Regions from separate parts of the Muntiacus reevesi genome. Here region 1 is linked to region 2. Evidence: chromatin contacts called from public Hi-C data. All regions are on one chromosome and are shown on one strand. The core of a region is the stretch at or near the end of the contact, and the rest is flanking DNA. Distances in the headings are between cores, read along the strand shown.

Region 1 (4,219 bases), core at 1,716-4,215, 310 kb after region 2:
TCATATTGAATGTATAAAAATGCACCCACATTCCCTGTTAAACATGGAAGGCCCTCACTCCCCCAAAATTTAAGATTTTGCTTTTTGTAATTATTTACCTATAAATGTGTGGATCACAACAAACTGTGGAAAATTTTCAAAGAGATGGGAATACCAGACCACCAGACTTTCCTGCCGCCAGAGAAACCTGTATACAGGTCAAGAAGCAACAGTTAGAGCTGGACATGGAACAATTGACTGGTTTAAAACAGGAAAAAGAGCTACATTGTCACCCTGCTTATTTGACTTATACACAGAATACGCATGCAAAATGTCAGGCTGGATGAATCACAAGCTGCAATCAAGATTGCCAGGAGAAATATCAACCTCAGATATGCAGATAATACCACCCTAATGACAGAAAGCAAAGAGAACCTAAAGAGCCTTTTGAGGAAGGTGAAAGAGGAGAGTGAAAATGCCAATTTAAGACTCAGCATTCAAAAACTAAGATCATAATATCTGGTCCCATCACTTCGTGGCAAATAGATGAGAGGAAAAAAAAAAAGGAAATCGTGCAGATTTTATTTTCTTGGGCTCCAGAATCACTGTGGATGGTGACTGCAGTCATGAAATTAAAAGGTGCAAATAAATAAATAAAAGATGCTTGCTCCCTGGAAGAAGAGCTATGACAAACCTAGACAGCACATAAAAAAGCAGAGACATCCCTTTGCCGACAAAGGTCCATCTAGTCAAACCTATGGTTTTTCCAGTGGTCATGTATGGATGTGAGAGTTGGACCATTAAGAAGGATGAGAGCTGAAGAATTGATGCTTTTTAACTGTGGTGCTGGAGAAGACTCCTGAGAGTCCCTTGGACTAGGAGATCAAACCAGTCAATCGTAAAGGAAATCAACCCTCAATATTCATTGGAAGGTGCTGAAACTGAAGCTCCAATACTTTGGTCACCTGATGTGAAGAGCTGACTCACTGGAAAAGACCCTGATGCTGGGAAAGATTGCAGGCAACAGGAGAAGGGGGCGACAGCGGATAAGATGGTTGATTGGCATCACCGACTCGAAGGACATCAGTTCGAGCAAACTTGGGGAGGCAGTGAAGGAGAGGGAACCTGGCGCGCTACGGTCCATGGGGTCGCAAAGAGTGGGACACTACTTGGCAACTTAACCACCACCTACAAATAATCTGTATAATCTACCACCGGTTCTCCTTTAGCTATTATCCATTTACAGTCGGAAATTTTTGCAAGACACTTTTACTGTAATAGAATTTGTAAATACTGAATTTGGCCGACTGAAAATGGCATCGTGCGGACAACAGATCATCGTTATCATTCCGTTGTGCGGCTCTTCTCAGAGAGGCTTCTATCTTCTAGGGCTCTGGCCGCAGCAGCGTCCGGGAGAAGCAGCCCCGAGGGCGGGGGTGCGCTCACCCTGACCCCGAGGGCTCCCCTCACCACTCGAGACGCACTGTCACTGCCCGGGCAACACTGCGCATCTTGGCAGTCCCTGAGGATTTCTCTGGAGCTCAGCCGTCCTTAACAGTGGGGTCCCAGAAGCTGAGTCCAAGACATGCTCCCTGACACACCGACAGGTCAGTCCTCACCACACCGATGCCGGACCAACAGGGTGGGAAACGCGGGACTCTGCTTCTGCTTCAACTTCCCTTCCAAGAGTTACTACCACCTGCCTTCTCCGCGGCCCGGGTATGGAACCCTCACAACCAGCGGGATTTCCACACAGCGCCCGCGAGCTTCGAACCCGCCACCCGGAGAGGCGCGCGAACCTGAGCGCGAGGGCGGGCCGCCGCGGGGGCGCGCGCCGGGGACGCGCAACCCGGCCCTGAGGAGGCTGCCTGGGGATACGCCCACTGCCCGGGCCCGCCCCTCTCAAGGTCTCGCGCGGAAACGCTGTAGGCTCCGCCCCCGAGCGCGGCCTTCGCACGGGGTCTCGCGCAGGCCCGCGCCTGGCTCCGCCCCTCTCACAGGTTTCGCGTGGAAACGCGCCTGGCTCCGACCCTGAGCGCGCCCTTCGCACCGGGTCTCGCGCACGCCCCAGCCCCTCTCACAGGTCTCGCGCGGAGACGCGCCTGGCTCCGCCCCCCCGAGCGCGGCCTCCGCACTGGGTCTCGCGCAGGCCCGCGCCCGGCCCCGCCCCTCTCAGAGGTCTCGCGCGGAAACGCGCCTGGCTCCGCCCCCCGAGCGCGGCCGCGCGCCCCCCGGCCCACCTAGGGCCCAGCCCCGCGAGGTGTGCAGGGTCCTTACTTGTGAAAAGAAACGGGTTTATCCTTGTCGTATCGGTTCTTGCAGCCGTAGGCGGAACAGGACTGTACCATCCTTCCGGTCCTCAGTTACTTCACTTCTGCCGCCCCAGCAGACAGTTGAGGCTGTTATCAGTGTCGCCGCGCTCTGCTTTGACACCCTCGCTTCTTCTGTAGCTTTGGCCAACAGTCAGACTGATGAGGGCCTCACTCGGGAGTCACTAATGTGCCCGTTTTGTTGTTTGCATTAGCGGAAAGACCACAGCCATCGCCCGTCTCCCATCTCCAAGATGGCGGAGACAGCTTCAACCTCACCTCTCGCGAGGAGTTCGTCCTACTGTTTCTGATTAGCCCTGAGGTCAGAGGTAACGTTCCCTGGGACGCAGGCCATTGGCTGAGGCCCGGCGTTGCGGAAGTGGGCGGGGCCCCGAGCTTCCGGAAGGAAGAAGGAACTAGCTGGGAGGAGGGAGGCGGGAGTGCAGGACCAGTCCCGACCTCTGCGATGCTTCCCTGGCTTGTGTATCCCGTGCGACTGAGGTTGGAGAATTAGGTGAGACCAACCAAGTTGCGCCTGTCCTGCTTCAAGTTGGACAGGCGCAAAGTTGAGGTGGTCGGGTAGTTGGGTTCGTCTCTTTAAAAGGGCAGCTACAGTTAGAGTGATTTGTAGGACTTGCTGGGCTCCTCTCCATCCCCGTACCTTCCTCTTTAGGTATTCGGAGCTCTAAGGAGCTCGGGGGCCAGAGCGCAACAGTAAAAGCGGACACCCTCACACACGCCAGGCCCAGTCTTCCCGGGAGGCCCGAGACTAAGGCCTTGGCTTCTGTAATAATCCCAGCGGTCCCCTGGTGCTGTCTTGGGAAAACCCGTCTGAGGGACGTTTTTCCTCCTCGGCTTGCTTCTTTCGTCGGTGTGGATGGCGAACTGTTGTCATTTCATGGCTCTCTCTATTTTTAATCGGTGAGCAAGGCTAGCACATCTTCATAGAGCAGCTGTTCTAGTGAGAAGACAGACAATAAAAATGTAAATAAAATCATATTGTGCCAAGATGCCTGAGTCTGAATACATTAGAATGCTGTAAGGCTAATAAGGGTAGAGGAGAGGGTCACTGCCTAATGTCTGAGAAGGGAACATTTAACCAAAGAATGGGGAAAAGTCTAGTAAGGAATGACGGTGGGGAGAGCATTTCCGGCACAGGGAGTGGGTGCTAAGACGATCAGGCAGTAGAATTCTGTCTTTGAATTCTGTCTTTTCTGGGAACCGAATGGAGGCTGTGGGTAGAGCCCAGTGAGCCAGGGGAGAAGGGCATGAAGTGAGGGGAAGGCTAGTAAGTTGTTGGTCTGGATGGTAGTGCGGCGGGAAGCCAAGAGTCAATTTAGGCCTCAGAGAGATGTGATAAACATATTTAAAAGGTCATTGTGACTGTGTATCAGAAGGGGGTAACAGAGAAAGTGAACAGACCAGTTAACAGGCAAGGAAGAGAATGGTTCCTTTGGTCAAGGTGGTGGCAGCGGATAAGTATGTAAGAGGTAAAAACACCAGGGCCTGCTGCTACATGGAAACGAGGAGGAAGAGAAGAATCAAGGTGGAGTAGAAAATGGCAACCCACCCCAGTGTTCTTGCCTGGAAAATTCATAGGCAGAGGAGCCTGGTAGGTCAGTCCATGGGGTGGCGAGTCAGACACGACTGTGCACGCACACACACGAGCTTGAGTTTCTGGCTTGAGCACTTAAGATGGATGGCAGTGCCTTTGACAGATGCTGATGGCCTTTAAAAAAAAAAAAAGAAAAAAGAGCTGTGCCAGCAGAAGGGAGGACTTGGAGGGTTGGGAGTGGTTTTGGAAGCTGGGTCAGTGGAGTTGTAGGAGTGAGGAGTATAAGAAGTGAAAGAATAAGCAGTTCTCAGGGCCTGAAATGCAGGCTACTAAAGAAGCATGAACGATCCCAGCCAGTCCAGCTCATGCTTTTGAG
Region 2 (3,694 bases), core at 428-2,927:
TGCCTCACAGATGTGGAAACAGAGACAGAGTTGCTCGCCAACAACCACAGGGTTGGCAGATCTGAGGTGCCAACCCAGCCTCTTTTGACTCCAAAGCTCATTTTATTTAGCCTACTAACTTATATTGCTTTGCCAATGACATTGATCATTTTCTGCCTCATTTTCCAAGTCTCACATTATGAGTCCTTTGGGAGCAAGTGTCTTACTTATCTTTTCTTAGCCTGAAATACTTAAACACAGCAGGGAAATCATTTTTGCCTCTAGTTTCAAGAAGCAACCTGGTATCATGTTCTGAGAATCAAAGACTTTGTGGGGTTTTTTTCTTTTCAACTTTTTATCTTGAAAAATAATTTTAGACTTACAGGAAAGAGTCAAGAATAATGCAATGAAGATCCATAGATCATCCACCTAGATACATCAATTGTTAACATTGTGAATGTTTTTTCCTGACCATTTGAGCGTTTGTTGCAGACACACGCTATGTCACTTATGAATTACTTTATATATCTCTTAAAAAACAGGCCATTTATCCATGCATGCGTGTTAGCATGCGAGCTCTGTCACATCGGACTATTTGCAACCCCATGGACTGTCACTCATCAGGATCCTCTGTCGATGGGGTTCTCCAGGCAAGTGGGTTGCTGTGCCCTCCTCCAGGGGATCTTCCTGACCCAGGGATTGAACCTGCATCTCTGTATCTTCTGCATTGCACAAGGATTCTTTACCTCGGAGTCACCAGGGAAGTCCCCATTTCTGCATAATCAAGGTATAACCATTACCCTCAGGAAATTTAACATTGATGCAATACTAATACAATCGACATTCAAATTTTCTCAATTGTCCCAATAATGACCCTCAATAGCTGCTTTTTGTTTTTTGATCCAGGGTGCAATTTAGGATTGCATGGCTCTAAAGGGTCATATCTTTCTTTTGTCTCCTTTAATCTAGAACACTTGACTAGTCTTCTTAACAGTTTATGAAGTTCACGTTTTTAGGAGAGACCAGGTGGTTGTTTTGCAGAACTGTCCCTCAACTGGATTTGTCTGTTTCCTCTGAAAGGGAGACAAAGCACTTCTTGGGCGAGTCATTCTCACACACGCTGCGCAGTCCCATCACTCGGTTTAGGTGATGCGTTTGATGTGAAGGTACCCTCTTCTCTTCACTAAGTCATCTATGGGATGACACTTTGGAACTGGACGAATATCCTCAAGCGTCCAGCAACTATTGATGAATTCTGCCTGACGCAGTTCTTGGTGGCTCCAAAGAGGGGGTTTTCTGTTTCTGTAATTTCTTGTACATTTATGAGTTGGAAATCTTCTCTAAAGGTGAGCTGTCCCTCATCCACCTCCTCTCTTCCTTTGAATTACTCCTCTGGTGTCATCTTTTACGTATTCTCCTCATCGTTAAGAGGAGCTGACCTAAAGGCCACATTCTTGAATTTCAGTCACTCTGAGATGGCATCCCCTCACAGGTCTGTCAGGCATCCGATTGAGAAGGACGCGGCGGGGGCGACCCCTCCACGGGCAAGGGTCGCTAGTGGGCTCCGCGCCTTCTCGCGAGAGCCGGCCCCTCGGGGGATAAAGGCGCGGGCGCCGCGCCTGCGCGCTCACGTCCACCCCGCCCGCCCTCGCGCGCCGGCCCCCGCGGCGCGCGCGCGCGCACTCGGACAGTTGGAGGTGTTGGGCCTCCTCGGGCCCGCGGCGCGCGCCCCCGGAGCGACTCTCCGGCGCAGCCGCGGCGCGGGGTTCGGGGCTCGGGGCGCGCAGGCGCCGCGGGCGTGGAGCCGCGCAGGCGCGGACGGCGTTGGTCCGAAGAAGACCTTCAGCGGTGCCCTGGCGGAGCGGACAGGCCCCTCCTAGCGGAGCGGACGGGCCCTCCGGTCGGAGGTGAGGCGAGCCGGGGCCGCGGGCCGGCGGCCGGGCGGGGGCCGGGCGGGCGGGCGGCCGTCCGGCAGGGACCCGCGGGAGGCGGCTAACGGAGGCAGGGCCGCCGAACGGGGCGCGGGCCCGCGGGCGGGGGCAGCGGGAACCGGCCCCTCAGGGGACGGGCGGGCCGCGCCGCCACCTGCGCCCCGGCCCGGCCGGCACCCAGGAGGCTGGCTTCGAGGGAAGGCGGGTCCGCGAACTCCCGAGCCCCGGCTTCCTCTCCGGCCTCGGCATCCAGCCTCCGGGGGCCCCTCTACTCCCTGCCCCCGAGGGGAGGGTGCTGGACGTACAGCTGACGGAGGCGAGGCGAGCCGGCTGTCCCCACGGTGGTGCTGTTGTAGCCACCGCCCCCCCATCCCCCGACCCCGGCACCCCTCGCTCCCCGCCCCCGCCTGCGGCTCCGGCAGCCCGGGGGCGCCGTGCACGTCCACGGACGAGTGCATCGGCAGAGCCGCGGCAGTGTGTTGGAACGTGACGTGTCTGTGGCTTCTCGAGTTTTTGCTTGCTCATACCAGCAGTGCATTTCCCGTCGGGATCGTGGGCCTGGAAAAGAAAGCTTGAACTGGGCACCGTTGAGGTCAGACGACCCCTCCCCCCACGCGACTTTTGCAGTGTCTAGCAAGTGCTTTTGTAAAAGAAGCAAAATGCTAGAAGACTGTAATGGGTCCCTGGATGGAGGTTTCTAAACACTGAAGTGTATCTTTCTTTTTTTTTTTAAAAGCAAACTGTAAAACCTTAGCGTTTCTAATATTTGAGTACAGTAGTGCCTGGTTTTTATACTTAACCTCCCAAATTATGGGCTTCAGGCAGAATTTCAACAGGTACCACAGTCGTTTGTGATCATAAAGAGTAATATCAGATTGCAGTTGGCAACGTTTAAGAAGTCTCAAATTGATGGTTGGGACACAGAGGACTTGTGTTGTAAATTAATTGTTCTGGAAAAGAACTTTGAAACCTTGTGGCCCAGTACGAAGTTTTATTATGGTGTGACTCAGTACACTTATCTTCTTCATCTTTATTCTTTCCACTTAACTTTATATGTATTCTTATGCTCTGTTCTCTTAACATATCCTAATGTCTGTCGTATTTGACAGGTTTAGGTTAAGGAACACATTTTAAATGAATTCACAGTGAAGAAATGCACCATGAAGTGTGTGTGTGGTGGTCAGGTGTGGCGGGATAGGCAGAAGCTTACTTATTAGCAAGAGGCCAGACTGAGAGCTCTGCTAAATAGAAGTGAATAGGTTTGAACGTGTAGGTGGTTGAGGCATCGTAATTGCAAGGGCTCGCTGGTGCTCTGGATTTTACTGGGGGTGGGGGGGGTAGTAATGGGGTTAACAGAGGCTTCCCAGGGGGCTCAGTGGTCAAGAATCCACCTGCCAAGGCAGGAAACTCAGGAGAGGCCGGTTCAGTCCCTGGGTGGGGAAGATCCCCTGGAGGAGGAAATGGCAACCCTCTCCAGTATTCTTGCCTAAAGAATCCCATGGACAGAGGAGCCTGGCAACTTAGCATGCACAGTGGGGCTATTGGGGTTGCCTGAGGTGCTCCAGCATGACTTGAGGATGCTGCTGGAAGAGATTTCCTGTTGTGCAGAAAGGCCAAAGAATGGTACATTCAGCATTGTTGGTTGGCCTGAGAATTTTGATGAGGATGAGGGTCATCTTGGCAGTAGAGAAGCTGACTGAATCCTCAGGCAAGATGAAGTGAAGCACCTAGGGTGTTTGAAGACTGTAACTTTTAGAGTGTATACTGATTTTTGGTAAGCAGAT

What was found. Hi-C and Micro-C count contacts between places; a contact is called where the count stands out from the background.
Region 1: a Hi-C map of blood shows a contact between it and region 2, with 3 times the contacts expected there. The contact joins the promoter of THAP1 here to the promoter of VDAC3 in region 2. A contact is called at or near these places in 2 of 3 Hi-C or Micro-C datasets (blood and muscle).

What each region holds. Positions count from the first base shown.
Region 1 is chr10:78,167,919-78,172,137 of mMunRee1.1, forward strand. It overlaps THAP1 (THAP domain containing 1), which reads right to left and starts at 2,966. Exons shown (of 3, transcript XM_065947111.1): 1 at 2,257-2,966. The coding sequence starts at 2,327.
Region 2 is chr10:77,859,316-77,863,009 of mMunRee1.1, forward strand. It overlaps VDAC3 (voltage dependent anion channel 3), which reads left to right and starts at 1,678. Exons shown (of 9, transcript XM_065946788.1): 1 at 1,678-1,886.